7 separate regions of the Mus musculus genome follow, and all the other regions are linked to region 1. A link is a contact called in public promoter capture Hi-C data. All regions are on one chromosome and are shown on one strand. The core of a region is the stretch at or near the end of the contact, and the rest is flanking DNA. Distances in the headings are between cores, read along the strand shown. Region 1 holds the start of Glyctk (glycerate kinase). Region 2 holds the start of Acpp (acid phosphatase, prostate). Region 3 holds the start of Hyal2 (hyaluronoglucosaminidase 2). Region 4 holds the start of Nprl2 (NPR2 like, GATOR1 complex subunit). Region 5 holds the start of 4930429P21Rik (a long non-coding RNA gene). Region 6 holds the start of Mrpl3 (mitochondrial ribosomal protein L3). Region 7 holds the start of Nudt16 (nudix (nucleoside diphosphate linked moiety X)-type motif 16).

Region 1 (3,805 bases), core at 679-3,178:
TGCCCACATCTACCCACATCTTGCCACTTTCAGGTGGGCTGGCAGAACACCTAACCAGAAAGCCTCCCTCTTACTCTCTCTAGGCTTCCTCCCAGGACTTTCCAGGCCAGGCCCCTGCCAACTCATATGTTGGCTTAAGCTCTCATCTCCCTGTCACGTGTTGGGAACCCAGGGCCTACTGAAGAAGTGATTAGTGCACCTGAGCAGGATAGGCAGCCTGAGCCAGCCCTCCACCCTTCAGCTGCGACAGGGCCTTGCGGATGGTGTTCAGCTCCTGGATCGTGGCTCCTCGGGCTGCCAGCAGCTTGGTGAGCATCTGTTTCTCCTCCAGTGTGACAGGTGGGATAGGAGCAGGCAGCAGGGCTGAGCCCCCACCTAAAGTCAGTGAGAGTGTCAGGGAGAGGAGACAGCCCGACCCAGAGAACCAGGCAAGCCATAAGGAAGGTCCTCTAAGAAGGTGGGGTTACAGTGCCCCCTTGTGGACACAGAGTGAAGTTGTCCCCTAGTAGGGGTATACCAGATCCCAGGAGAAGCTTGCTAGCAAAGTGCTTGCCTAGCCTGTGTGAAGCCCTGAACTCTATCCCCAATACCCCCCAAAAATTTTTGTTTTTAAATTTAACTAAGAAAGAGCAAGAAAAAACAGCAAATAAGCAAGAAGAGAGATCCATGGGGTCTGGAAACTCAGCTTCAGGAGCACGAATGACACCGCTGCAGACAGCAATGTCTTCCAAAGGTTCTGATGTGTGTCAGTGTTAGTACCCAGCTGTGCCTTCACCATTACAGATGTTCAACAGGGTGAACTTCCAGCTGAGGAGAGGTGACCAACCTGACACCACTCACTAGGTACCCTCCAGGTTCCTCACTGTCTGCCATGGTCCTGACTTCACCCTGTGACCATATGGTACTCGGGGCACCCCTGTCGGCTGGTCCCACACCTGAGATGAGCACCAGCAGCAGGTCATCTGCAGTGAGCCCCTCTGCCAGCTGCTGGATGGTCAGCGCGGCCCGGAGTGCATCCCGATCCGGTAAGTTGTCCTCGGCGCCCTCGAACACCTGGATGCGGCTGTGTGGCTTCAGCAGCATCTCTCTGAGAAGGGAGAAGGGATGGGGGTGGGCTCCTCTCCTCCGACCTGACTTCTCAGCTGTACAGGTGAAAGCGGCCCACTGATAACCCATTTAGAAACCAGGCCAGACCCAGGAGATAGGGAGATCAAAGAGGAAGGGAGGTGTTCTTCCAAAGGACAGTAGAGGGCGTCCCCCTGCGCCCATAGACTCTTACTTCTTTCCAGCATGTTCCATAGCGGCTCGGATCCCCTTGGGTACGCTGATCACACCCTGCACAAGATGCTGAGCCAGCAGCTCCTCGGCAGCAGCTGCCATGCCCAGTACGGCCTTGCCGAAGCCCACTAGGTAGAGGTTTTCCCGCAGCTGGAAAGTCCGGTCCCGCACCTTCAGCTGTCTGCCACTAGGATCCAGGGACAGTGTCCTCTGCAGCATGGGGCCTGGCTGCACAGCACCCACTGCACTATCAAACAGCTGCCGTGCCTGTTCTGCCAAAGCCATACCACTGGTCATCCGGGCCACTGGGGGCCCCCAGAGGAGTGGACGGGATGGGGCTCGGAGGAGACAGGGCAAGACCTGTAGGGCCGCAGCCATGCCCCGCTTCTCTCAGCACAGCCTCGTGTCCATAGCTGCCTAGAGAGGGAGGAGAAGGAGTGAGGCCACGGACAGAACCCCACCATCCATCATGGCCACCCCTCCGAGGGCTCAGGACTGGCGGACTCCATAACCTGAAATGAAACCTGGAGAAGTCATGAAGCCTGCAGCAAACCTGATCTTACACCAGCCCTGAAAGCCCAGCCCTGATGCCCAGCCACGTCCTCTTCTGTAGACCACACACCAGTCTTCTGGACACTCTGCTCCAAGTCCAAAGTTCCTGTTAAGTGGACCTTCCTCCTAGGTCACCTCCTTTGCCTAGAAGTTAATCATTCATGAAGGACGCCGTTCCTACCAGCAGGCCCCTGGGCCATTCTTCTTCCACATCCTGTACTTCCAAAGCCCTCACACCACGGCAGTGCCCCCTTTCTGGCATTTATGCCTTAGACGTTCCTTTACCACTTCTACTGCCAAGAAAAAAAAAAAAAAAGGCTATTGGTTGTCTAGCCAACTGACCCGGAGTCCATTGACCTCTAGCCTGCTCTGTTAGCTCATACAACCAGTCTGGCAAAGCTGGGTCCATGTGGAAAGGCTGCAGATTTACCAGTGCACACAGCCTAAGGAAGCTCAGGACTCAGGCTAGTTCAGCAAGTGGTCCAGGCACGAATCAAGAGTAACCACAAATCTCACTCAAGGTCAGACCTTCAGCAAGTCCCCAGGTTATAAGCAAAAGGACATGTGCTATGGGGCTCAATCTATAGGACAAGACCAGACACCCTTGTCCCCATACAGCTGGTCATGATCAGCCTTGCCAGGAACATCCCTTTCTGGCTCCATGATAGCAAAAAACAAGTCCTGAGTTACACCCTTCACAACAAAAACAGCCCAGTGCTAGAGCAGGCAAAGGCCGGGTTCCAGTAATGAAGCCCAAACAATCATTTTCTCCACTGGGCAGAGTGAAGGACAGAAAGGTCTTGGGGTAAAGGTCGGGAAGCTACAGCGTAACTATACAGGAACAATAAAAGACTCAGCTGCAAAAAGATATCTAAGTTTAGGGACAGGAGGGTACTGAAGACTGTGCCCGGGCTGTCCATGTAACGAGCGAGCATGCGCTCTACCACTGAGCTACATTCAAGCCCCTAAAAAGGTAGAAAGACAACTGTATCCGTAAGCATGGGTGGAAGAGGGCGGAGTCTAGGGATGGGGTTCTAGCTTTTTTTAAAGCGTGTATTAGTATATCTTTTCTCACACTGAGCTCATTTGCAAGATGTGGGACACAATGAAGCCTAACTCTCACTTTTCAAGGGAACTTGAAAGTGTAGTCCTGTGGGAGAGACCTTCCCTAGCATGCATAAAGTCATCCAGTTCTCCATAGTGCTTGGGAGACTGACGCTCGTATTTTCCTGACACCTAGGGCTTTCTGATTCTCTGTACAAGCTGACAGAGAAAACTCCAGGTAACAGTTTATCCCACTCCTAAACAACGTAGCGCCTGCCAAACCTCCGCCATTTAGCCTTGTAGTTCCCAGCTAGCTTTCCCAGAAACTACTGTTTGTAAAAAGGAATACACAGGGCACTGCCGCGGGACGCCTGCAAACATGTTCAGTTTTCATGTATGGGATTCCCCGGGCTTGGTACTAAACACATCTTAGCATCCAAAACATAAAGCTCAGTCCTAGGTGAATTTTGTATCTCTTTCCCAGAAGGGCAAAAGCCTAGAAGGTCCCTATTAGAATTCAAGGGAAAAAAAAAGTTCAAGTCCAAAATTGCCAAATTAAGTACTGGGTGTTTGGTGAAATTTGAATTTTGGATAAGTAATTTTTTATTATAACTATGACCAGTATATTTTGGATTATTTCTAACTAAAAATTACGTTGTGGTAAGTCTAAAGTTAATTGGACGACTTGCATTTTCAGGAGCCAAATTCCCAACTCTAAGACACTACACCTTCCCAGCTCCAGTGCACCCGCCTTGGTAAGTGAGGATAGGCGAAGACCAGGCTCGACTCCTCCCGGAACCAAAGCGGAGCTGACATCAAGTCCGGAATTGGCCAACCGCCAGGTGACCGGAAGTGACGTCTCCTGAGCCTGAGCCTGTGATCTTCTCGAGGGAAATGTTGCCGTGTAGTGCAAGATGTCGCAAGATTAAGG
Region 2 (3,805 bases), core at 642-3,141, 1.8 Mb before region 1:
CAAACAAACAAACAAAAAAATCTTCTGATTCAGAGAAATCTTCTGAGGATTTCTCTGAATGTTCAAGGTTACTATTTATATACAATAGTCTTTACAATCAATCAAAAGAAGAAAATGAGACCTTCTGGCTGATATCATCAGAGAGAAGATGTTTTGCTAAGGCCAAGGAAGATGCATTAAATTGCCCATTGTTTAACATTCCTAGAAGCCGCGGTAGAAAACATAACATTTGCTTTATACAGTGTTGGTTAACTTTTGAGTTGTAAGACAGCTACCTTCGTAGCTTGGTTCTTCTTTAAGGAAGAATTTACCAGCTGGCCACTGACCGTATTTTAACGGAGACCGGAGAGGCAGACAGGAGGGAAAGAAGACCCACAATCTTTGGCAGCCAAGGCAAGTTACCTGGGCTGTGGCTGGGACTCAGAGGGCCACTCTAATGCCTCAAAGAAGGTTGCCTTGAAGCCAGCTGTTTCCGAGCCCAGTATGGCACGACCAACAGAACACAGCCACAATGCCACGGTCCCTATCCTCTTCTAAGGAGCTTGTTGGCAAGGATGCCATGCGTGGAAGGGAAAGAATAACTCGCATAGGTGTTCCTGCAGAAGGTAGGGGGTGTCTTGTTGCTTTATGGACACAAAAGCCACACAGCTGGCAAATGGCTTGATGGGTCTTTGTCTTTCTTCCATTTCGTTCCTGACTCACGACTGGTAAAGATCTACTGTACTAAGAATCATAATTTATGTAAAATTAAAGATTTTTTTTTCTGTAGAAAGAAAAGAATCTCCTGAGTACCTCACCTTGGCAGGAAAGGAACATCATATTTAAGTGCAAACTAAGAGGCGTCCTTCTCTAAGTCATGAAAATCGTTTCTGGGAATTCTCTTGCAGGGAGGAAGAGGAGGTGAATCCTCCTGACTTTGAAAATGCACTTCCCATATATTTTTTTAAAGAATTATTTATTGATTTTATGTATATAAGTACACAGTACCTGTCTTCAGACACACCAGAAGAGGGCATCAGATCCCAACAGACGGTTGTGAGCCACCATGTGGTTGCTGGGATTTGAACTCAGGACCTCTGGAAGAGCAGTCAGTGCTCTTAACCATGGAGCCATCTCTCCAGCCCTTTCCCATATGTTTTTTTTTTTTAACACCCGACTGTATATAATTTTTTCCTTGACAACAGGCAAGTCACAGATCTCTTCTTTTCATGGCTTGTCTCAGTTACCATATGCACGGAAAATCATGGTTTTAATGGTCAACTGAATCTTTTATCTGATAGTCACTCTGAAACTCTGTTCAGTTTGTCTTTTGTGCTATCAAACACATAACTACAGGCATATGTTCCAGAGTCATGATAAACACGAGAGACTTGACTTCAGAAACTGACTGGTCCTTGGTTTGCGAACTAATGATCACTGAATGGAAAGAGGCCAGGCTAGCTCCTGAATATCTGAACTGTGCTCTACGCTGCCTGTTCTCCTGAAGTAACCTGTCAGTCCGAAGGCATTGGACTTGAGGGCAGCTGTAAAGGAACAGTACCATCGATAGCACGTGAGACTGTTGTTGTCTTTAAAACAAACTCGTGCGACTCCTCACTTTCTGAGTCTGAACAGTGCCTGCCCTCAGGCAGACAGCAGAGAGGAAACACGAAAGGCAACACTTAACCAAGTGTTCTCGGAACAGGAAAAACAATGAGAAAAGGTGTACTTACCAATGTCACAAACTTCAACTCCTTGGCTTGGCCTGGGTCCAGGCAGAGAGAAAGCAGGAGCAAGAAGCCAAGGCTGAGGCTTGCTGTCCGGCTCAGGGGCAGAGGAACGGCTCGCATGGTCGGGGAGAGAGCTGCTTTGGGCAGCCTTAGGAGGTGCTGCACTTCAGAAGCCTTCGGGAGGGAAGTGCCTATTTAATCAAAAGATTGACAGGAAGGCGGAGCCACATTCTTCCCTATTAGGATTGCAAGGAGGGTGGGGCAGAGCTTAGCATGCAAATAATGCCAGGTCGTCTGTGAGTTTCTTCAGAGCAGCCTCCTCCACTTCAATTAGGAGCCAGAGCAGGCGTAACTCAAGACCTCAGGCTCCTGCCCAGCCTTCTCTTTTGCTTTCCGGGCACATCTTTATCTTTTCCACAGCCGGATGGTGATGCATAGCCTTTGGGAAGAAATTCCCCCTGCCTCTGGAAGGTTTAGGATTCAGCTCAGTGTGTGTGTGAGGAAGCCTCAGTAGTGGGCATGTATCGACAGGAGGAAGCTCGTTCCCCTGCCAAACGCGGTGTCTGGTCTTAAACTCTCATGGAGCCAATAAAGGTGTTTTAAAGTGGCAGGAGAGGGAGGTCAAGGATACACAGAAGATTTCTCTTCATGCCTGAAGGCATCTGGGATCATTGGGATCATTCGCAGCAACGCAAAGCTGGGTTTGGAGGCCCTGTAGAAAATACACACAAGCAATCACAAAAAGCTCACAGCGTCCTCCGCCCCGACTCCCAGCTCCTGTGACTGAACTCCTTGGGTCACAAATCAAAACCAAATAGCAACAAAGGGACAATCTGTCAATATGACAATCGGGATTAACTTGAGCGGGAGGGTAAGATAGGTACGGAAGTGAATTTGATAGAGATGCATTATGCACACGTATGAAAAAGGCGCAGTGAGACCCATTAAGACGTGCAACCAACATGCTAATAACATACCTTAACAAATGAAAGCAGAAAACAAACAAGCAAAGCCAAAGAAACCCACACTGCTTTGCTGTTGACAGTCTCGAACTTCGGTGATGACCCTTTCCTTCTGAGGAAGACACGCCCTTGACTCTCTAGCCATGACCTCACTGGGACTCTATGAAAGATGGTATGCACTGAAGAAACTTGGCTTCCTGGTTTTTTTTTTTTTTTTTCTCATTCTGGCAGTCTCCTCGATACAGGAAACAACATCGGCCGGAGAGGCACAGTGAGAATCTGCAGGTGATGTGGGCGGAGTGACCCGCTGTGATGTTTCAGCCCCAAGGACAGAGAGAGAACAATGGTTTGCCCAAAACATCCTCAGCATTTTCATTAAATTTACCTGGACGGCCCCGGTTGTATCGCGGTGTGGTCATAGGAAGCCCTGGAAGGCGGTGTGTGGGAAAGCTGTGGTTCTTATGGTATGGGGAAGTAAGAATTTGTGTATGTGTGGTAGGATTATGCATTTAGAGGGACATTTGGTCTTTTCTTTGCCAGTTGTAGTCTCCATCAAATAGTTCCATTATGATCTTCACCCAGTGGGAGGCTGAGAAGAAGAGTGCACGGCAAAGGGAGTGAAGACAGAGACTGCCCAGCATTGTGGTTTGCAATGCCCTCTATAACCTCATGAGTTTAGACATGTGCTACCCAGCTTGTGTCGCGTCGCTGTTTTTGAACATTGTGAAACCTGGGGGAAGTGGAGCTTTGCTGTAAGAACTAGGTCACTAGGGACAAGCCTTGAGGTTTTGTAGCTGGGCACAACTCCTGGCTCACTCTTGGCTTCCTGTTCTGTCAAGATGCAAAGAGTCTTAATTGTGTAGTCCTGCCACAATTATAGGCTGTAACTCCTTACTACTTAAGTCCATACCAAGCATTTGTCTCTTGGGTGGCTTCCTGTCAGGTAACTCATCACAAGAACTAAAGCAACTAGAACAACCAGACCAGGGCAGACTTGCCATATTGTATCAGTCCCTGCAGTGTTCATGTGGTAGCATAAAGGAGTCTCCACCAGCTACAGTTCACACAGGCAGGCTTGGTGAGCTGGGAACTCTTGACCAGTTCTGGATCCCCAGCGCTGTCGAGCATCCTAAG
Region 3 (3,805 bases), core at 330-2,829, 1.4 Mb after region 1:
CAACCACCCAGCAAATTGACTCCCATGAATACAGCCAGCCACTTGGGCCCCCTCACACCCTACTGGATTTGAGGATGATGCAAAACTTGGAGAAAGATGAGCCCTTGGTTCCTAGGCCCATATCCTTCCCATCACCTGGCACAACTCATGCAGACCTTCCTGAGAGGAAGGGTGCAAAGGGCAGCCAGCCACCAAGGGAAACAGGGTCAAGGGGCTCTCCTCCCCGCCCCCCTGGCCCTTTCCGCCTGGAGGGCAGCAGGAAGTGAGGAGAAAGAGCAGGGATGGGAGGCGGGAGGGAGTGGGTGGGAAGGAATGGGGTTTATCAAATCCCCAGCAGACTGCCCAGAGGGCAGCAGCTGGCGCAAGGAACCTGGCTGGAGAGACTCTACTCAGGTGAGCGCAGAGTAGTACATAAAGCTAGTCCGCACTGCCATAAATGCGTGTACTCCTGCGGCGCTCCCTAGCTTCCAAGCTTGCGGTAGGGAAAGGGGCTGGCGGCCAGAAGCGGACTTTCGGAGATTTGAGTCGTGCATTGGAGAGCAGATCTAAGAGGCGAGGGTACAGGTCTAAACCTAGTCCTCACTGGAAGGGGATTGCAAGGCAGAAAGGTTCAGAATATGGAGTCGGGGTACTAGGGAGACACTGAAGCCTCCTTTCTACGAAGTCAGGCCCGAAACTTTGGCAAATTGCTCTTTATTTGGAGTTGAGTGGGTACCCCTATGGACAACCATCCCACCTTCACCTCGTCGCAGAGACTGGTCCGGGGAGAATCCAGTAAATTGGCAAGCCCTGGCGTGGATCCGGTGAAAGTGGCTAGATCACTTTCCCCTTTGGCCCGACTGAACTTCAATCCCTTTGGCAAGGCAGCGACCCACCCCCCTGGTTACCAGGACAACCACTATGTCTGCTTTGCCAAAGGAGGGCTCAGAAGCTGTACTAGGCCCCCTCCTCTAGACGGGCAAAACAAAAGGCGGGGCTTCCTTCTGACCGCAGACAGACTAGTGGAGGGAACCTGGGCTCAGCGAAGGCGGGTCATTAATGTTCCAAGAGGTTCTGGATCCACTCGTGTCAAAATCTCTTACACTAGACAAAGGGCCCACTTTGCTAGAGTCCATATTCAGACAGGTGGGATTGAATCCGCAGCTACCCCCAGTCAAGGCTTCAGCTATAAGCTTTTATTTCAAATGCCATTACCACCACTACCCCCTCATTCCGCTCGCGCCCGCCCCATCCAATGTTCTATCCCTTTAAGAGGCCAGCTGCAAAGAGTGGATTGTTCCACTGACGACAGATTGTGGGGGTAATATCTCAGGCTGGTTAGCTCTGGTGGCTAAAACCAGCGGGAATCCCCATTCCAGGAGGTATTCAATCTCAGATACATAACTATGTTCCTCTACAGAAGATCTAAGGGTCCTCGAACTCGAAACGCAGCACTGGCAAAAAGGAAGAGAAACACACCCTCCCTACGAGGCCGTAAATTCTGCCATCCACCCACCTCCGAGGCAGGATTCTTAAAGGGCCCGCGGGCCTCGGGGCGGAGCCAACAGAGGCTCGAGCTGGGGCAGTGCTTGGGCGAAGGGCCGGATCGGGCTTGGTTGGTACCAGGATGGCGGCGGCCCTGGCGTGGGTCCTGGTGGCGCCTGGTTCGAGGTGAGGGCGGGCGTCGCAAGCCTGGTGACTCTCTTCCTGTGAGATGGGCTCTGAATCTCTAGGGGCGCCCTCATAAGTGACCCAGGAACCCCACCCCCACCCGGCTGAACTCTGGCCCCACGTGCGGGGCGGGGGCGGGGTCCCGCACAAAGACCGGAGTGGAATACTCTTTACCCGGGACCCCTTGTGCTGGGAGGTGAGGGTGTGGGCCGGTCGCGAAGTGCTCACACAGATTCTTGGTGGCTGTGGTGGGAAGGGCAGGTCGGCGAGCACCGCGGTGGGAAGTCCGCTGCCCCTTTGTCCCCGGGGCGCCTCCTCCTATCCTAAGAGTGTCGGTGCCCGAGACTAAGTCCTGACGTTCTTGCTCTTCTGCTTGGCGCACATTGCACAGATACCAGTTCCTCTGCAGTGTACCTAACAGCTTCCCAGCTTCTGTATGCGTTGTGCCCCAAATGCTGTCTCTTCTCAGAATCAATTCTGAGTTCGTAATGAGGGTGGGGGACATGGGGTGTTCAGAGTGTTTTAAAACTATTTACTGTATGGTATACAGGCATGTAAGTGACTCTAGCAGTGAGTCGGTAGCCTAATCAGTCCCTTTTTCAGAAAGGACATGGACCTAAAGGAGATTCTTGCCCAACCACGGGCAGCTCCCTGCTCTAGAAAGAGCTCTGTGGTTTCGGTAAATTCCCTAAGGTCTTTTGCCTACCCATCAGCATCCTGCTATCTCCCAAACCTGTTACAGCCTCGGCCATCTGAGCAGGAGCATGGTGTGCCGCACAGTATGGGTTTGGGGAGTTTATGTGGGATGAAGGTGCGTACACATCTCTGGAATTTGCTAGACTGACTTGTTCTCTCTCACACTTTCTTCAGTTCCTGAGCTGCTACCAGGCAGGTAACACTTCCTGTAGCCCCCAGCATGCGGGCAGGACTAGGTCCCATCATCACACTGGCCCTAGTGCTGGAGGTAGCATGGGCCGGGGAGCTTAAGCCCACAGCGCCGCCCATCTTCACTGGCCGACCCTTTGTGGTAGCATGGAACGTGCCCACACAAGAATGTGCCCCACGCCACAAAGTGCCACTGGACCTTAGGGCCTTCGATGTGAAGGCTACACCGAATGAGGGTTTTTTCAACCAGAATATCACCACCTTCTACTACGACCGTCTAGGCCTGTATCCACGTTTTGATGCAGCCGGGACATCTGTGCATGGCGGTGTGCCTCAGAACGGCAGCCTCTGTGCACACCTGCCCATGCTGAAGGAATCTGTGGAACGCTACATCCAGACCCAGGAGCCTGGGGGGCTGGCAGTCATTGACTGGGAGGAATGGCGGCCTGTATGGGTTCGAAACTGGCAGGAGAAAGATGTTTACCGACAGTCTTCACGCCAGCTGGTGGCCAGTCGGCACCCTGACTGGCCATCAGACAGAGTAATGAAGCAGGCCCAGTACGAGTTTGAGTTCGCCGCTCGGCAGTTCATGTTGAACACTCTCCGTTACGTCAAGGCAGTCAGACCCCAGCACCTGTGGGGCTTCTACCTCTTTCCTGACTGCTACAATCACGATTATGTACAGAACTGGGAGAGCTACACGGGCCGCTGTCCCGATGTGGAGGTGGCACGGAACGACCAGCTGGCCTGGCTCTGGGCTGAGAGCACGGCTCTCTTTCCCTCTGTGTACCTGGACGAGACACTGGCGTCCTCCGTACACAGCCGCAACTTTGTCAGTTTCCGTGTTCGGGAGGCCCTTCGAGTGGCTCACACCCACCATGCCAACCACGCCCTCCCCGTGTACGTCTTCACGCGTCCCACATACACCCGAGGACTCACGGGACTGAGCCAGGTACGTGTTCTCCCTTCCTCCGGGAGCCACTGCATGCTTGTGTTATCGGGGACCAGAAGTACTGTTCCATATCTGTTTTAGTCTTGTGGAAGGGTGATGTCACCCCCATTCTGTAGATAAGACCGAGGCCCAGAGATGCTGAGAGGTAGCCAGGAGCCTGTAGCAAGTCCATGAAAAGTGCACAGAACTAAACCAGGCATCCTGACTTTGGGGTCAGAATGTGTAACCTTTGACTTTGTGGGTTCATGCGTGGGCTCTTGGCCTTGGAGACTAAGGTCCAAGGTGAGGATAGAAATGGGCAGAGCGGCCTCTGCCTGT
Region 4 (3,805 bases), core at 381-2,880, 1.4 Mb after region 1:
CCTCGGCTATGTGACCCAGCAAACAAGGTTTGAGACATGGCAGTTATAAATGATTCACAAGCTTTGTCTCCCTTCCATGGGGCAGGATACAATTTCTTGGCAAGAGCTAGCCACACGGGTGCACTGTTTCAGGGACAATTAGATGCATCACCAGAAATTAAGGTTTTTAGGGACAGAGCAGCCTCCAAATGCCATTTCTCAGCTTCCTAGCTGGAGGTGAGAGAAGCCGCCCTTTTGTGCTTGGGTGAGCTTCATCTGTTCGTCCTGGGTCATGAATACCGTTTTCAAGCCTTGGATATTCGTCAGAAGCAGGAGTGAGGACATACAGCTCGTCTACACTGGCACTAAATGCCTACAAGGATTCTGAGAGCCACCAACAACGCCCACATTCTACCCCTAAAAGCTACCCAAACCCACTACTTACAGCCAGAGACATAAGAACGGGGTGCCAGGAGAACAGACCTGGAATGAGAAGAGGGCGCCTCATGGAACTAGGGAAAAAGAAACCAGCATACCAGGCTCTATAGCCGGGATGGACAGCCCATCCATCACCCAAGGAGGGGTCAAAATGCGAGCCTCCTCCAGTAACAAGCTCATCTTACCCACCCCCTGTTCTCTTCCCTGGACAGAAAGCACGCTCTGCCACTCCTCTGGCGGCTCCTTCCTCCAGCATCCCCACAAGTCAGGAATGAAATGCCAAATCAAAGGAAGAGAAGCCATGTACTTAAAGCTTGCCCTGGCGGGCAGAGCCCCCACACTGGTCTGCTCTTCCCACGACGTTAAATACGTTCAACAGAGAATATCCTTCAGCCAGTCAATCCTGTTCTCAGGAGTTACGCCCATCGTTTCCTACTGCCCCCTGTTCCCCAAGAGAAGTAGCTTTTCCCTTCCCATAAGTGGACTATGAATTCTACTTACTGGAGCCAGGTCTGGCAAGCACAGCAACAAAGATGGTAAAGCCTAACGCCACGAGGTGGGCTGCAGCCCCAGAGGCAGTGCGCAGAGCTCGGTAGATATGCGACTCCGTCTCCACAGAAAGGGCCATGGTCAGCCCAGCCGATAGCTGCACAGCCTGAAAGCATCGTAGGCGTTGGCAAGAGTGCCCACTGTCCACGCCCCTCACTGGGGACAGTAACTCAGGACAGAAATGGCACCTTTTCCCGGAGAAGTTATGACAGGAGCAGAGTAGTGCCGGCACTAACAGTCCCAACTTAGCAGTCTACCTGTCAAACACCTGTATTTGAAGTGGTAACGATCGCACCTTCCAAGTGGGAGGAGGAAGACTACAAATCCCAGAATGCAGCACGTCATCGTTAGCCGGAACGGAAGGCGTGGAGCACTACGGGAATTGTATTTCCCAGCTGCTTCCCTACCTAAGCGTGAATTTCTTTGCACACTGCCTCCCCATGTGCACCTGACACGCTGTACCTCCACCGTAGAATTTTGCCCTCCTCACCTGCTTCTCAGGTTCTACGCAGTGACTTCCTCCAAAATAAACTGGACCCTCGGCCCCGCCAGCCGCGCCACCGCTCCGTTACGGAGTAGCTTCACTTCCGGGTGCGATGTCTACCCACCCGAGACTTCCTGGGACAAGCCCCCTCCCATCCCATCCAGCGGCAACCACGCCCCCTGAGTCGCCCTGCGCAGGCGCTGTTGAGTTGACGGCTCGTTGGGTTTGCGCTCACAAACCTGTGTGACCTACCCGGGCCTCTTTCTCTTTTTGACAGGGTATTCCAAGGCGTAGAGGCGATCCCCACACGAAAAACAGGGATTACAGACTTGGATCCAGACAGCGCCATGGGCAGCAGCTGCCGCATCGAATGTATATTCTTCAGCGAGTTCCACCCAACGCTGGGACCCAAAATTACCTATCAGGTGCCTTCCACACTCCCGGACTAGGCGAGGGGAGGGATGCTCTCTGGAGCTCAGCTGGCCGCCTGGAGGGGTTGTGGTTCATCCACGCGTGTCTCTTCCATTGAATGGAGAGGGTACACAGACCCAGGTCTCCGGTTTCTAGTGTGGGGGAGGAGTTTTGTCCCCCAAACTGAATCAGGTTCTAGTGTGGGGGAGGAGTTTTGTCCCCCAAACAGAATCAGGCTATAGGTTTCGGGGAGGTGCTAAGGCTCATGAAGGTTTAGATGACCCAAGAGAAACACTGGACCAAGACAAATGATATATAAAAGTTAGGTGAGGGTAGAAAGGGGTATTCCAGGTAGTGGGAATAGTGAACGCAAAAGCCAAGGGAGCTTGCCAAAACATAGCATGTGTTTGGAAGCACAAAGTAGACCACTGGGTGGATGAGGGAAGAAAACGGTAGAGGGACTTGTGCCTGGGTGGGCTGTAAAAATCTGCCCGGACCCAACGTCCACTGAGGGAGCTCTCTCTCATGGCTGCCTTCTCCAGGTCCCTGAGGATTTCATCTCGCGAGAACTGTTTGACACGGTCCAGGTGTACATCATCACCAAGCCCGAGTTACAGAACAAGCTCATCACTGTGTGAGGCTTTAGTTGGGTGGGAGGAGAGGGGTCCCAGCCTGGCTTGGGGGTGGGGGTGGGGGCGGGGCAGGCTGACTCTGTTCTACCTCTCCAGCACAGCCATGGAGAAGAAGCTGATTGGCTGCCCCGTGTGCATTGAACACAAGAAGTACAGCCGCAATGCTCTCCTCTTCAACCTGGGCTTTGTGTGTGACGCTCAGGCTAAGACTTGTGCCCTGGAACCCATCGTTAAAAAGCTGGCCGGCTACTTGACCACGCTGGAGGTCTGCAGCAAGATGGGGCCAGGGTGGGTGGGTGGGTGCGTCCGTGGTGGGCACAGGTGGGGAGAGAGTTCCTGTGTCTTGAATCCCCAGCCTCCAGCAGCTAGCTCCATGTTGCTGCAGCAGGGAGCCTGAGGTGTGGTCACTCACTGTGCTGTCTGTGTCTTCCCCAGCTTGAGAGCAGCTTTGTATCCAACGAGGAGAGCAAGCAGAAGCTGGTGCCCATCATGACCATCCTGCTGGAAGAGCTGAATGCCTCCGGCCGCTGCACTCTGCCCATTGGTACGGCCGCCTCTGCCAGGACGGCAGATGAACAAGGGAAGGTTGGGGAAGTAGCAGGACACAGCCACTGGCAGAGGCAAAGATTCTTGAATAAGCTGGTGGGCAGGAAATAGCCATGGGTTGACACAGTGACATCTGAGGGTCCAGGGAACAATGGGGCTGGGGTTGGGGGAGCAGCCAGCAGAGCTCTTCAGCTCTTCTTCTTGTCATCCCCCTCTCTGGACCTCAGCTTCTCACTCCATAAAAGAGGACTAATGGGGCCAGGCGAGGTGGCGCACGCCTTTAAACCCAGCACTCGGGAGGCAGAGGCAGGCCGATTTCTGAGTTCGAGGCCAGCCTGGTCTACAGAGTAAGTTCCAGGCCAGCCAGGGCTACACAGAGAAACCCTGTCTTGAAAAACAAACAACAACAACAACAACAAAAGGACTAATGACCCTCCCGAGATCCACCTCAGTTAGTGCTAGGAGATTTTAGATAGTAATTGAGGGCTCCCTGGGAAAGATGACGCTGAGGATGTGGGTGGGGTCCCCTGCAGATGAATCCAACACCATCCACTTGAAGGTGATCGAGCAGCGGCCAGACCCTCCTGTTGCGCAGGAGTATGATGTGCCCGTCTTTACAAAGGACAAGGAGGATTTCTTCAGCTCACAGTGGGACCTTACCACACAGCAGGTATGCTAGCCCTCTCTTAGGAGATGCCCACCTTGGGCTATCCACAACTTTCGCCTTGGTGACCCTTGCTGACCCTGCCTTGCCCGGTACAGATCC
Region 5 (3,805 bases), core at 485-2,984, 1.2 Mb after region 1:
ACCACTCTTCCTGCCTCCAGAGGCATGTCCACTTGTGTGTGTACAATCCTGTGCATACAGATGATTTTACAAAGAACAAATAAATTTTTTTTTCAAGAATCCAAGAGCAAAGCCCAGTGAATGCTAGAGCCTTCATTCAAGAGAGGCATTACAAACTGGGTAGGAGTCAAAGGTGCTGAGACTTACCTGAGAAGACAGTTTCCTCCCCTAGCCCCTGCTCCAGGCACAGGACTGTGCATTAAACAGCCTGCTTCTCAGACCATCCCAGTTTGCACTTCTCAATTCTCACGGTACATCTAGGAACGTGACATCCTTGGAACTTGGTTGGACCCCTGAACAGCAGACCTGAGATCCCTGTATGTCAAACAGGGACCAGTAGGAGGTGGGAAGCTAGAGCCCTTTGAGGTCCCCCAGAAGTCTGGTTTCTATATTATATCTGGCATTGAGAAGCTGGAACCTGCAGGCAGGGGAAGCTGGGAGGGGTGGTCTTTCTCCAAGGCTAGGGATTCTATCTCTGATGGCTCAGGCTAGCTCTGATCAGTAAGTTACCGCCTGGGCTAGTGTCTTAGGGTTTCTGTTGCTATGGTGAAACACCAGGACCATAAACAACTTGGCGAGGAGGAAAGGATTTGATTTCAGTTTACAGTTTCACATTGTAGCCCATCACTGAAAGAAGTCATGGCAGGAGCTTGGATGCAGGAGTCGGTACAGAGGCACCATATAGGGTGCTGCTTACTGACTTGCTCCTCATGGCTTACTCAACGGCTTTCTTATACACCCCAGGACCACCTGCCCAGGAGTAGCACTACCCACAGTGACCTGGGCCTTCCCAAATCAATTACCAATCAGGAAACTGCACCACAGGCTTGTCTACCAACCAAAGGGATGGGGGGTCTTCTCAACTGAGGGTCTTTCTTCCTAAATGACTCTAACTTGTGTCAAGTTGGCATAAAAATACCCAGCATAGCTTAGTCCTTATATTTAGTTGCAACCTCCAGACAGCTTGAACTCCTACTAGCTTGGAAGCAGAGAGAATCGGTCACAGGAGGACGTCCTCCCTAGTGTCCCCCACCGTGTGTAGTTTCTAGAATGTGCAGGGGGGCTAGCAGGGCAGGAGGGGGTCCAGGATGCTGATGATGTCACTAGTGAGTCCCGGAGCCCATTAAGCTTCTCACTGGCCCCTGGATTCCGAGTTCCGCCAGACAAATGAACCTTCTAAATAATATTTCCTGGTGGATCCACATAGGGGAGACACAGATCCTCACAGTGGCCTAAAAGGTGACAACAGCAAACATTACCCAAAGTGGTCAGAAATGTAAACAGGCCAGTTCTAGGGCTGTGGAGGGTTTGAAAAAGACCGAGAATCTGCCTGGAGGGTGGTGAGCTTGGAGAGAGGCTGACTTTCTCTTACCTGGTAGGTAGAAAGCTTGGAGAGAGGCTGGGACTCTCTCCTCTCTCTTGCCTCCTGCCGCACCCCGCTGAGAATATTGGGTACCAAGCTCTCTGTTCTGGGAGATGTTTCTTGAGGCTCCCACGCACATCACCACATGATCTCCAGCCTAGACCTCTCCATCAGAGGCTTGGCCTGGCCCAGAGCAAGACAGGAGGGTCCCTGGGCCAGGCACCCACTGCCTCTTCCATTCTCCCTGGCACCAGGTGCTTTGGTCTATCAGGTGACTGGCAGGCCTCAAGATTCCTCTGAGAGTTCAGGTCTGACATCACAGTGCTCCAGACATCCCTCTTACCACCCACCTTGATTGTCCCAGAGGCTGAGATTTGGGCTAGGTTCTATTTTGCAAAGCTACACACACACACACACACACACACACACTGCTTCCTTCAGTCCATCTGGGTGCTTCTACGAGCACTTCTTCAGTCAGCCTGTTTATAGTGCAGTGGGATGCGGTGGGGGGTGGGGGTGGGGGAGTAGGGAGGGGAGCTCTCAGATCCTGACACAAGAGTTATTGACATGTGGCATCCTTTCTTCCAGACCTCACTCAGAGAGCACAGGCTGAAGCAAGCATTTTCTGTGTGTCTGACATGTGAGGGACAGCCTGCCTTTCAGGACCCACTCTGCTGGCTTAGAGAAAGGGTACTGACCAGAGCTGCTTCCAAAGTTTTAGTCAGGGGAGGCTGCCTAGAGAAGGCACAGAGACATACATGCCCAGTCACTTTCTCTTTCTGCTTGCTGGCCAGGATGTGGGTATGGCTCTGGCCAGCCTATGACTTTTCCCAAGAAATCCCGTGGAAGTTAGCTCTCTCTCCTAGCAAGCTCCGTGGTACCCAGAAGATCTCACAGTCCAGACAGATTCCCTTGTGGTGACCACTCAGGCTTTCCCATCTCAGAGGCAGCTGGAAACCCAGCACAGTAGGTCCCTCATCCACAGCCTGGGGACGAACTTCTGCAGTCATACAATTTAAAGCTTTTTTTCTGGATCCTGGAGCCCCTTAGATCTAAAGCTGGAGATGAGAGCTAACCCCTCAGAAGCTGTCCAAGGAAGGGGACTTAGCAAAATCATCTTAGAGGCCTGGCACCTATGAGCCTAGAGGAGTCAAGATGGTGAGAATAGATGGAAACCTGTCTGCTTGGTACCCAGGCACCCATCTGACATGACCCAGGAGGGCAGAAGACAGGCTTAGGCAAAGGCTGAAGGTTGGATGAAGGCCCAGAGTCCAGCTGCCTGCACTGGTGGGGCTGGAATCTGTGTCTTGCCATGGCTATGATCCTGCTGGATGTCACAACTCAGGGGGCTGCCTTGTGACCTGGAAGGGGAGGACAGGAAAACACCCAATCCTGGTACAGGTCACCCTCACAATGACTTCCCCTGGTCACCCCTCACCCGACTGCTCTTATGATCCCTCAGGACCCTCAGCCTTTCTCTTCCAGACTCACCTGGCTTTTCATCTTTGACCCAGCCAATAGGTTCTCGATTTTGACTAAAACAAGGCAAAGGGAAGCCGAGCATGATGTGTCTGTCTGCCACCCCAGCATTTTAGAGGCACAGACAGTAGGATTGTGAGTTCGAGACCCAGCTGAACTCCATCATAGGAAAAGCCTATCTAAAACCAAAACAAGGAGGAAGACAAAATTGAGGAGGGGAAGAGGGGAAAAAAGGAGCCAGGCATAGTACCTGAGAGTAACTTCTCATGTCCTGCACCCAACCTCCAGCCCGATGCATAGCACCTGCTACACTCCATGTCTGTCCATCCACCCTGTCCTTCTGCTCCTTTGTCAGAGAGGCACGGGGACCGATCCAGAGCCACACAGCCGGGAAGCAGGATGGCAGGGGGACGGCTTGGGAATGCCTGGCTCTTGGTAGAGCTGATACCCGGGAAGGCTGCCGGCTTCTTACTCCCCAGGACATTTTCTGATCAGACTGACACCTCCTGCCCCATCAAATAGAAAGCCAACTCCCCTTGACCCAGATGAGCACAAAAAGGCATTGAGCAGCAGGTCAGAAAAGAGTCGGAGTTTATGCCTGGAAAGTTGGCTCAGAGGAGAAGCCTCACCTACAATGGGGAAACCCACAAATATCCACAGCGCCCCTCAACTCAAGGGCATGGGGTAGGTATTGGCGGCTGGCAACTCTGGCCCCAGAGTACTTGATCCAGGAGTAGGGAAGGGTGTGGTGATCCCAGTCACCCTTAATTTTCGAGATTCTGCATGCTTGTCCCATCCGGGAGGCAGAGGGTCACCTACCTGCACTGCACAAGAGATCCTGACCACAGACTGGGAGTCTAAGTCTTCCAGCTGGGCTGGGAAATTCCAGACAGATAAGGTCTAGAAGTGGGGGTTCTGGAGCCT
Region 6 (3,805 bases), core at 807-3,306, 1.1 Mb before region 1:
TTTCATTGACACAATGTCCCCATTCTGGGTCAGGTAAAACTTGGCACAAGAAACAAAGGTTAACCTGGATGCTCCCTCACCCCAGTCCATTGCATAGGGTATACTTACTTGCTTTCCTCTCTATTGCTAGAGGAATTCTAAGGCCAGGACAGTAACACAGATACTCCTGAGAAACAAATAAAATGTCTAGAAAAACATCCCTGTTGTGATACTGCCACTCTTTAGACACTGTCTTTACCTCTTACTAGCTGGGTAATATTATAGAAGTAATGCAATCTCCCTTTGCCTAAGTTGGGATAATGACAGTATCATTGCATGAGGTTATTACAAAAATTAAGTGGGAAAATATACTGAGAGAATGAAATGAATCCTCTTACCACCCATACTGCTGTCTTTACATCCAAACATCAACACGGTATTTCTAGAGGCTGCTAAAAACATGACTAACAGGTTCACCAATTGTTCTCAACCCATAATTTGGTCTTCCTGCCACCAGAACAAAAATTAAGACGCCTAATTGCTGAACTATCTTTAATTCTTCATAGCATCCATTTTGAACATATGTTCATTTCCTTGATAATACATTAAAAAACACCTGGAGTAAGCCCAAATCATGTAATAAAGCTCTTCAACTTACTTCTACACTGACAGCCCCAGGCACATAGTCCTTCTTGTTGCATTGAGCTACTTAAACTGGCCTTCCTACAAGTTTAGTGACCTCCTGGATACCATTGACTGATGGACACATACAATACTGAACACAGACTATTGTATACTATAGACATACAAAACACTAGATATTGGTGATAGTAGGTTTTGTTTTCTCTTATTCTCATGCATAGTAGATGTCAAGGCTCAATGAATATGCCTATCTTAAGTATCTGTGAAGTCAGGTAGCAAGGACAGAGTGATGCATTCTTTTCTCTGAGTCTCAAAATATTACTGAGAAGCTGTCAAGGTACCCACAACAGCACTTAGTGGAAGAACAGGCAACGATTTTGAGCCCTCACGTCTAAGCAATAACTCTCTAAACTTTCTAAAGCAGGTTACCCAGGTCTTTAATTTTCTTTCTTCCTTCCTTCCTTCCTTCCTTCCTTCCTTCCTTCCTTCCTTCCTTCCTTCCTTCCTTCCTTCCTTCCTTTCTTTCTTTCTTTCTTTCTTTCTTTCTTTCTTTCTTTCTTTCTTTCTTTCTTCCTTTCTTCCTTGCTCGCTTGCGCTCTCTCTCTCTCTCTCTCTCTCTCTCTCTCTCTCTCTCTCTCTCTCTCTCTCTCTCTCTAAAGAGGAAGCTGAAAGGCCAAATTGCTGTTTCTACTTTTCCAAAAACACTGATGTAACTGAGATAGGGTTTTTGGAGTAGAGAAATGAATGTCTAGCACATACAAGGTAGGACGACCTGGGGCATAGAAGATACAGTACTGTTGTAGCTGTATCACGATCATTCTGAAACTTTATGGTAACACTCTTTCCTGAAACAATTGCACCTGGTCTCAACTCTATGAGCTGCCTCTCTAGACAATTCCGGTTTAAGGTCTTTGATGAGTTGAAGAACGGCCTGGGACTGTTTGTGCTCCAGCCCCGAAAGTTGCATGTGGTCCGGTTTTGTTGTTTTTGGTTTGTTTTGTTTGTTTTGACCCCACTTTATTGTTAGCATACATCAGTCCTATTTCAGTGTTAACTCTGTTCATCTGTTTTTGGCATGTACATAAATTTTAAGTACTTGCTCCCTTAGTTATAATATAGAAATAACTTCTTTAAAGGGCTGGTCTTGGGATTAACCAATATAAAATTGCCAAAGTGCGACTTACTTAGCACAGTGAGTTTTCCCACAGTGAGTATTATTGGAGGTGACTTCTCTTTCTTTAGTTTACAAAGAAATTTTTATCTTTTCTTGTCACATTCTCCTAAAGTTTAAAGCCCCAAACGTTCTTTGCCACCACTAGAGTCAACCATCTAATCCATTGGCAAAGTAGAGCCATTTGGATACGGAACCATAGTTACAGGTATGGAGTCTTTACCCGGACCGCTTTGAGAAACGGACCGGAAGTGGCCCGGCTGTGCTTTTCCTCCGCGGAGGGCATTGGCGGACAAACGGCGTGACTGCTGTCCCAGGCCTACTACGAACTCCTGGGGTTTGGGTTGGGGACTTGCTGAAAGCTCCGCGGCGGCGCGGCGGGAGGTGTCGCGAGCCGAGCCCTGCCCGGCCACTTCCATGCCGGGTTGGAGGCTGCTGGCGCAGGCTGGCGCCCGGGTGCTGGGCTGTGGCGCCAGAGGCCTAGGTGCTGACCCCGGCTTAGAGAGAAGGTGGGTATGGGCAAGAGGTGGTGGCGGGGGGCGCCGCCCACTCAACTATGTCCTTGAACAGAGATTTGGTTTTGCCGCAGAGGGTTAGAAGTGGAAGGGGCCATGTGTTCAAGGGGGTAGCATAGAAAATTAAGAAAGCATCGTTCAATCTAAAGCCTTGAAGGAGTAGTGGGGTTTTGTTTTAATGTTCAAGGAATTAGGGGTTAGCTGCGACTATTAGCAGCAGCAAGAATGTCTTCCAACCAGCCAGTGCTGGACTAGACGTTGTGTTTGTATTGTAACCTATATTAGGCCTTGTGTCCGGTGAGCAGACCACTGTCGTGAAAGTTTTTCAGATAAAACTGAAACTAAAGGGAAATAGGTTGTCCAAAGTCACTCAGCTAATGAGTAGAAAATCACTTGTAATTCTAAGCTGGAACTTCCTCACTACCAACCAAAGTAGACTGCCCAGAGGTTTATTTAGGTTCTCATCCACCCCCACCGTATGCAAAAATTAAACACACTTCCTTCCTTCCTTGCCTCAAGCTGCTAATCTCCTTCTTAGTGCATTTGCTGGACAGGGGTTGTGTTCTGTGGTTTTTAGTTTTGTTTTTAAAACTGCTTATTTGGTAGTTTGTTAACATTGGCGATGCCACTCCATTAGAAAACTGTCAAGTACAGATTCATGTGGGTTAGTAGTCACTCATGTGTTTCTTATTAGTTAGGTAGGATTGTTTATTGTTAATGAAAAGATAAATTTAGCCTTCAGGGTAACCATTCTTGGTTAAAGCAGAAGCCCCCGTGTTATTATAAGAAGTGTTAGGGAAAATGGACAAACCACACCATTCCCTGAGGCCGTGAGTGCATTATCTAACTGTGGCCTCCCCTACATTAAATGGAAATAATGACTTGATTGTTTTTGTTTCCAGAAAGAATATCTTGTTCTTTGTTAGAAATCTCCACAGCAAGAGTAGTACTTGGTGGGATGAACATCTTTCTGAAGAAAATCTCTCCTTTGTTAAGCAACTGGTCTCCGATGAAAATAAAACCCAGCTGACAAGTAAACTGAATCCCTTGAAAGATGAGCCGTGGCCTTTACATCCCTGGGAACCAGGTGAGGTGTAGGGATTTGAGATGTGACCCCTTAATTACAGTATGGCTTGATGCATGAAAATGGTGACATATGACATCTTGAATTTTCATATCTGTTTCATTCTGCTTTCGTCTGCCAGCTTATTTGTTTCCAGATAAGTAAAAGACCTCAGGAAGGTGTTTTGTAGGTGTGAGGTGAAGCATTCTGCATATATTGTCTTCTTTAGATACAAAGAATATAAAATGAAAGGTAGAAACCAGGAAGAAGAGGCTGGAAAATCCAGTGTAAACTGTCCTGTATTAATACAGCTACTTTCAGTTGGGATGCTTGTGTGCTGTTTGGGAAGCATAGTTCCAGAATCAGCATGTCCTATGGCATGTATGTATGGCATGTATGTATGGCATGTATGTAGTATAATACACTAAACCCATT
Region 7 (3,805 bases), core at 351-2,850, 1.0 Mb before region 1:
GCATATCCTTCCCTGTTGCTAATCTGGCACCACCTACAATCCTTTATACCCCAAAGAGAGACCACTTGTCCTTCCCTCCCTCATACCAAGGCCCTCTGGGTTCCAGGGGTCCATGCTGGTCCGATTCTACTTAGAATCTGGGATCTTTAGTTTTGCAATAATGCCAGGATCCAGAAGTTTCAAGTCCTGAAGGGCTTCTAGTAGCTGCTCTCGGGCAGCTCCAATGAAGGAATTCTCCAGAAAGGCAGGCAGGCCTCCCTCACCATCACGGAGGACGTACAGGGGTACCCGCACCAGGCCCAGCACCTATGAAAAGGAGACATCGGACAAGTGGGACCTCAAGAACCTCAACACATTACCTTATCTACCTTGGAACAGAACTCTCCAGAGAAGAGCCAAGCAGAACCGGGCCTAATAATCACACCTCAGGAGAGCTTAGAGAGCCAAACTCTGTGGACAAGTGAGCCACGCTGGGTTCCAAGCTCCATCCGTGCCAATCCTTCTCCATCCTTTTCCTCACCCTTACTGGCGACGGCCTCCAGGAGGCATGCCTGGCTGTAGCAGTATTTCAAAACTCAGAACTCACACCACTGTATAGGTAGCACTTGGGTGCTCAAGAAAAATGCAAATACCCAAGTATTCCTCTGACATCCTTACCCAACTCAAGTGATTCCAATGGACTGTTCAGTCTAAACACTGTCAAAGTGTGCGCACTAATCAGTTTTAATAGCGCTCTCACTCCCAGGTTCAGGGTCACCTCTACACACAGGCGTCCCTAGCATTAGACTCACTGTCTGCTTAAGGGAAATATGAACCCAAAGTCAAGAGCTTAGGGTATCATGTGCACTAGCATAGAGCTGGAGAGACCTTTGGATGTGTGTTCTAAAAAGCTCTCTGCAGGGGCCGCTAAAGGTGGCCGAGTAGGTGGTATTATCTAGCCTGGAGATGACCAAGATCCCAACTAGTTCATGCCACTTGAAAGAATTCAAAGTCGGAGGGTCAAAATCTCCTCCACCCAGTGGCTTTTCTCGGTAAGGGGATTGGGGGAGGACAGACTGGAGCTGGAGTGGATCCCAGGCTGGTCCCACCTCCAGCCCATGGTCCTTGGCTTGAGGTGCCCTGGCTTCCACAGCCTGCAGCTGTTCCAGAGTCAGGCGCTTGGCATAGAAGTGGGCCACCACGCGCGGTCTGGCCGCGATGTGTGAGCTGCGGTAGTCAGAGCGTTCAACGCGGAAGGCAGACATCGCTTCGCCCAGCTCCTCGCGCAGTTCCCGGTTCAGCCCGTCCTCCAGGCAGCTGTCCTGCGCGTCCACGAAGCCGCCAGGGAAGCCCAGGCGCCCGTCAAAGCGCATCTGCATCTGGGGGAGGAGGGTATGATGGTTGGCCCGGGCTCGCGAGCCCTGGGGCGGGGGAGCGGCCGTGCATGACGCGTCCTCACCAGCACGGCGAAGCGCATCGGGATGCGGCCGAACAGCTTGCGGGGGTCGGGCGCGTAGAGCAGCGCATGGCAGGCGTGGCGCCAGTCCGGCCCGAGCGCCAGGGCCTCGCTGAGCTCCACTTTCCGATGCCCCTCCATCTCGAGGCTCGCACTTCCGGGTTCTTGCAGAGGCCAGCGCCTCGGGGCGGAGCTTTGCGAGACTCCGCATCAGCCAATCAGGATGGGTCTCTCAGGAGCTCCGAAGACACCCTGGATTGGCCCTTAGGCTAGGGTGGGGCTGAAGGCTTGGTAAGGTCAGGCTCAGGCCGGAGGTGTTTTGGAACCTGAGTTAGAATTTACGCAGGAGTTCTGCCAGTGCAAAGGACAACGTATTTTTTAGAAAACGGTTCTGGGTTGGTCCGTTCATAACAAAGAGTCTAGGGATGGGAGGAAGGTAGTCTGGCTTCAGAACTTATTCCTAGCCTAGCGTGATGGGGGAAAGGAGAGGTGGGTGTAACAAGTCTTGAGTGGTGGAAATGTGGGGATTGACTGATTATAAGAGGGCACAGGGACAGAGCTAACACATTTGGGGAAGGGGAGTGGCCAATGGATGTGGTTACAACAACCAACTGCATTGGCTGTGGGCTCTGGGTAGTGATGTGGCGCCTGGTACATGGAAAATGACATGGAAATGTCACAGGTCACACAGTAAGATTGGGGAGGGGTGGCTGGCTGAGGAAATAAAGCACAGAAAAGAGTGGGGAGGAGTCAGACAGGACACCCCACCACCACCACACTAGGAGTAAATTAAAATACCCTCAGAACTTTAAATTGTGAAGAAAAATAGGAAAGAGATGGGGGACACTCAATGCCTAATGCTGAGATCCTGGCATTCAGGATCCTTCACCTCAGCTAGGCTGCCCCACCTGAAGTTGAGTCCATATATCAAGAACCTGTATGTATTTAAGGAAGGGAAGAGGTGACACTCAAAGAAGATCTGACTTCAGGTCACAGCCTGGACTTGAAAGTTTGTTGTAGAGCTCAGAACTCACCCAGATACAGGCTTGTGACTTTAGTAGAAGCCACTCAACCCTCTCAGGTTCCCAGTTAAGGACCTGTTAGTGGAGGTGGAACCAGCGTAGTATGGGAGTAAAATTCTCCTCAGAGCCAGACATATGGTAAATGCAGCCATTCTTGGATTCGAGGGTGGAGGTTCGATGCTGTGTCTTATGTCAAAGATTGAGGCCAGCATCCTAAGAATAAGGGCACCATCAGGAAAAGCCTGTGGACATCTTGCCTCAGTCCCCTGAGTCGCAGGGCAGAGATGCCATTGACTGAGGCAGTCACATCATGGTGAGTTAGGTGCGATACAGATGCCATTACTCAGATAACATCCAAGGGACAGGCAAATCATCCTGGTCAAACATTATCACCTGGCAACAAGAAGGAGAAGGAGGAGGAGGAGGAGGAGGAAGAGGAAGAAGAGAAGAAGAAGAAGAAGAAGAAGAAGAAGAAGAAGAAGAAGAAGAAGAAGAAGAAGAAGAAGAAAGAAGCTTATAAAACCCTTCATATCTTCCAATTCCAGAGCCCCACCCCAGGCCAATTTCAAGAAAAAATTCCTGGTGGTAGTAAGAGGACACGGTGGTTCTTTTGTTTTGTTTTCTGGATGTGTGCAGTGTATGTGCATGTACAAATGTATGTGTGTTCAAAAGACACGTAGGCTCATGTTCACATGTGTGTGGAGGCCAGAGGTCAATTCTGAGTGTCTCTGGGTGTCTCTCTCTACTGCCAGCCCCCCTTATTTTTTGAAAGTGACTAATGCACTGAGCTCACTAACGGTCTACAATATCTGGTCAGTAAACTCTGGGGATCCCCCGTCTCCCCTTCTCCCAGTGCTAGAGTTACAGGCACGCCCACTATGCTTGGCTTTTGTGGGGGTGCTAAGGATCCAGACTCAGACCTTCATGCTTGTAAGGCAGAGAATGTATAGACTAGGACATCTTCCCAACCTGGCTTTTAAAGACACACCATTTGAAAAGCCACCATGACCGATGTGAGGGAGCCCGAACAAATTACATGCGCCCCCCCCCTTATTTATAAAGAAACCAGACTTATCTCGGGGCTACAGTATTGTACAGAGTTAACACAGAGCCTCATGCAAACAGAGTGATAAGAAATATGGTGTTCAGGATTGTATACATCAGACCTATGATTACTACCACTCTTATAAAACAAACTGTAAATCTTGGTCCAATCTATAATAACTAAAAAGGGCCACCTCCAAATGAAGAGAATTATTATACTTTCTGTAGTAACAGGATGAGCTTAATATGAGTTTGAGTTGGCCTATATAACCCTACAGGCATCTACATAAAGCAGCATTGGGAA

The links. Promoter capture Hi-C pulls out the DNA fragments that hold promoters and counts their contacts.
Region 2: a contact with region 1 is called in a promoter capture Hi-C map of embryonic stem cells, with 5 times the contacts expected there. The contact joins the promoter of Acpp here to the promoter of Glyctk in region 1. A contact is called at or near these places in 4 of 39 promoter capture datasets (the 3T3-L1 cell line, embryonic stem cells, hippocampal neurons and 1 more), 3 of 115 datasets of contacts at active chromatin or transcription factors (embryonic forebrain, embryonic stem cells and stem cell-derived neural progenitor cells) and 1 of 9 other capture datasets (pancreatic islet).
Region 3: a promoter capture Hi-C map of liver shows a contact between it and region 1, with 2.3 times the contacts expected there. The contact joins the promoter of Hyal2 here to the promoter of Glyctk in region 1. A contact is called at or near these places in 4 of 39 promoter capture datasets (erythroid cells, liver and pre-B cells) and 1 of 9 other capture datasets (liver).
Region 4: a contact with region 1 is called in a promoter capture Hi-C map of liver, with 10 times the contacts expected there. The contact joins the promoter of Nprl2 here to the promoter of Glyctk in region 1. A contact is called at or near these places in 3 of 39 promoter capture datasets (liver and pre-B cells) and 2 of 9 other capture datasets (adipose tissue and liver).
Region 5: a contact with region 1 is called in a promoter capture Hi-C map of liver, with 8 times the contacts expected there. The contact joins the promoter of 4930429P21Rik here to the promoter of Glyctk in region 1. A contact is called at or near these places in 2 of 39 promoter capture datasets (both in liver).
Region 6: a promoter capture Hi-C map of erythroid cells shows a contact between it and region 1, with 9 times the contacts expected there. The contact joins the promoter of Mrpl3 here to the promoter of Glyctk in region 1. A contact is called at or near these places in 3 of 39 promoter capture datasets (the C10 cell line, embryonic stem cells and erythroid cells).
Region 7: a contact with region 1 is called in a promoter capture Hi-C map of stem cell-derived epiblast-like cells, with 5 times the contacts expected there. The contact joins the promoter of Nudt16 here to the promoter of Glyctk in region 1. A contact is called at or near these places in 5 of 39 promoter capture datasets (embryonic stem cells, hippocampal neurons, liver and 2 more) and 3 of 484 Hi-C or Micro-C datasets (B cells, CD4 T cells and pro-B cells).

What each region holds. Positions count from the first base shown.
Region 1 is chr9:106,156,210-106,160,014 of GRCm38.p6, forward strand. It overlaps Glyctk (glycerate kinase), which reads right to left and starts at 1,929. Exons shown (of 4, transcript NM_174846.4): 1 at 1,280-1,929; 2 at 936-1,087; 3 at 200-375. The coding sequence starts at 1,656. D030055H07Rik (a long non-coding RNA gene) reads left to right here. Exons shown (of 7, transcript XR_003948237.1): 5 at 84-308; 6 at 784-1,025; 7 at 3,572-3,805.
Region 2 is chr9:104,335,831-104,339,635 of GRCm38.p6, forward strand. Acpp (acid phosphatase, prostate) reads right to left here and starts at 1,892. Exons shown (of 11, transcript NM_207668.2): 1 at 1,713-1,892. The coding sequence starts at 1,829.
Region 3 is chr9:107,567,584-107,571,388 of GRCm38.p6, forward strand. It overlaps Hyal2 (hyaluronoglucosaminidase 2), which reads left to right and starts at 1,580. Exons shown (of 4, transcript NM_010489.2): 1 at 1,580-1,650; 2 at 2,521-3,487. The coding sequence starts at 2,567.
Region 4 is chr9:107,540,579-107,544,383 of GRCm38.p6, forward strand. It overlaps Nprl2 (NPR2 like, GATOR1 complex subunit), which reads left to right and starts at 1,631. Exons shown (of 11, transcript NM_018879.2): 1 at 1,631-1,875; 2 at 2,404-2,495; 3 at 2,590-2,758; 4 at 2,929-3,037; 5 at 3,573-3,709; 6 at 3,802-3,805. The coding sequence starts at 1,798. Cyb561d2 (cytochrome b-561 domain containing 2) reads right to left here and starts at 1,615. Exons shown (of 4, transcript NM_001357289.1): 1 at 1,457-1,615; 2 at 919-1,072; 3 at 425-462. The coding sequence starts at 1,045.
Region 5 is chr9:107,352,324-107,356,128 of GRCm38.p6, forward strand. It overlaps 4930429P21Rik (a long non-coding RNA gene), which reads right to left and starts at 1,735. Exons shown (of 5, transcript XR_003948243.1): 1 at 1,412-1,735.
Region 6 is chr9:105,051,212-105,055,016 of GRCm38.p6, forward strand. Mrpl3 (mitochondrial ribosomal protein L3) reads left to right here and starts at 2,057. Exons shown (of 10, transcript NM_053159.4): 1 at 2,057-2,301; 2 at 3,210-3,394. The coding sequence starts at 2,210.
Region 7 is chr9:105,130,205-105,134,009 of GRCm38.p6, forward strand. It overlaps Nudt16 (nudix (nucleoside diphosphate linked moiety X)-type motif 16), which reads right to left and starts at 1,601. Exons shown (of 3, transcript NM_029385.2): 1 at 1,439-1,601; 2 at 1,089-1,358; 3 at 1-306. The coding sequence starts at 1,576. The coding sequence ends at 127.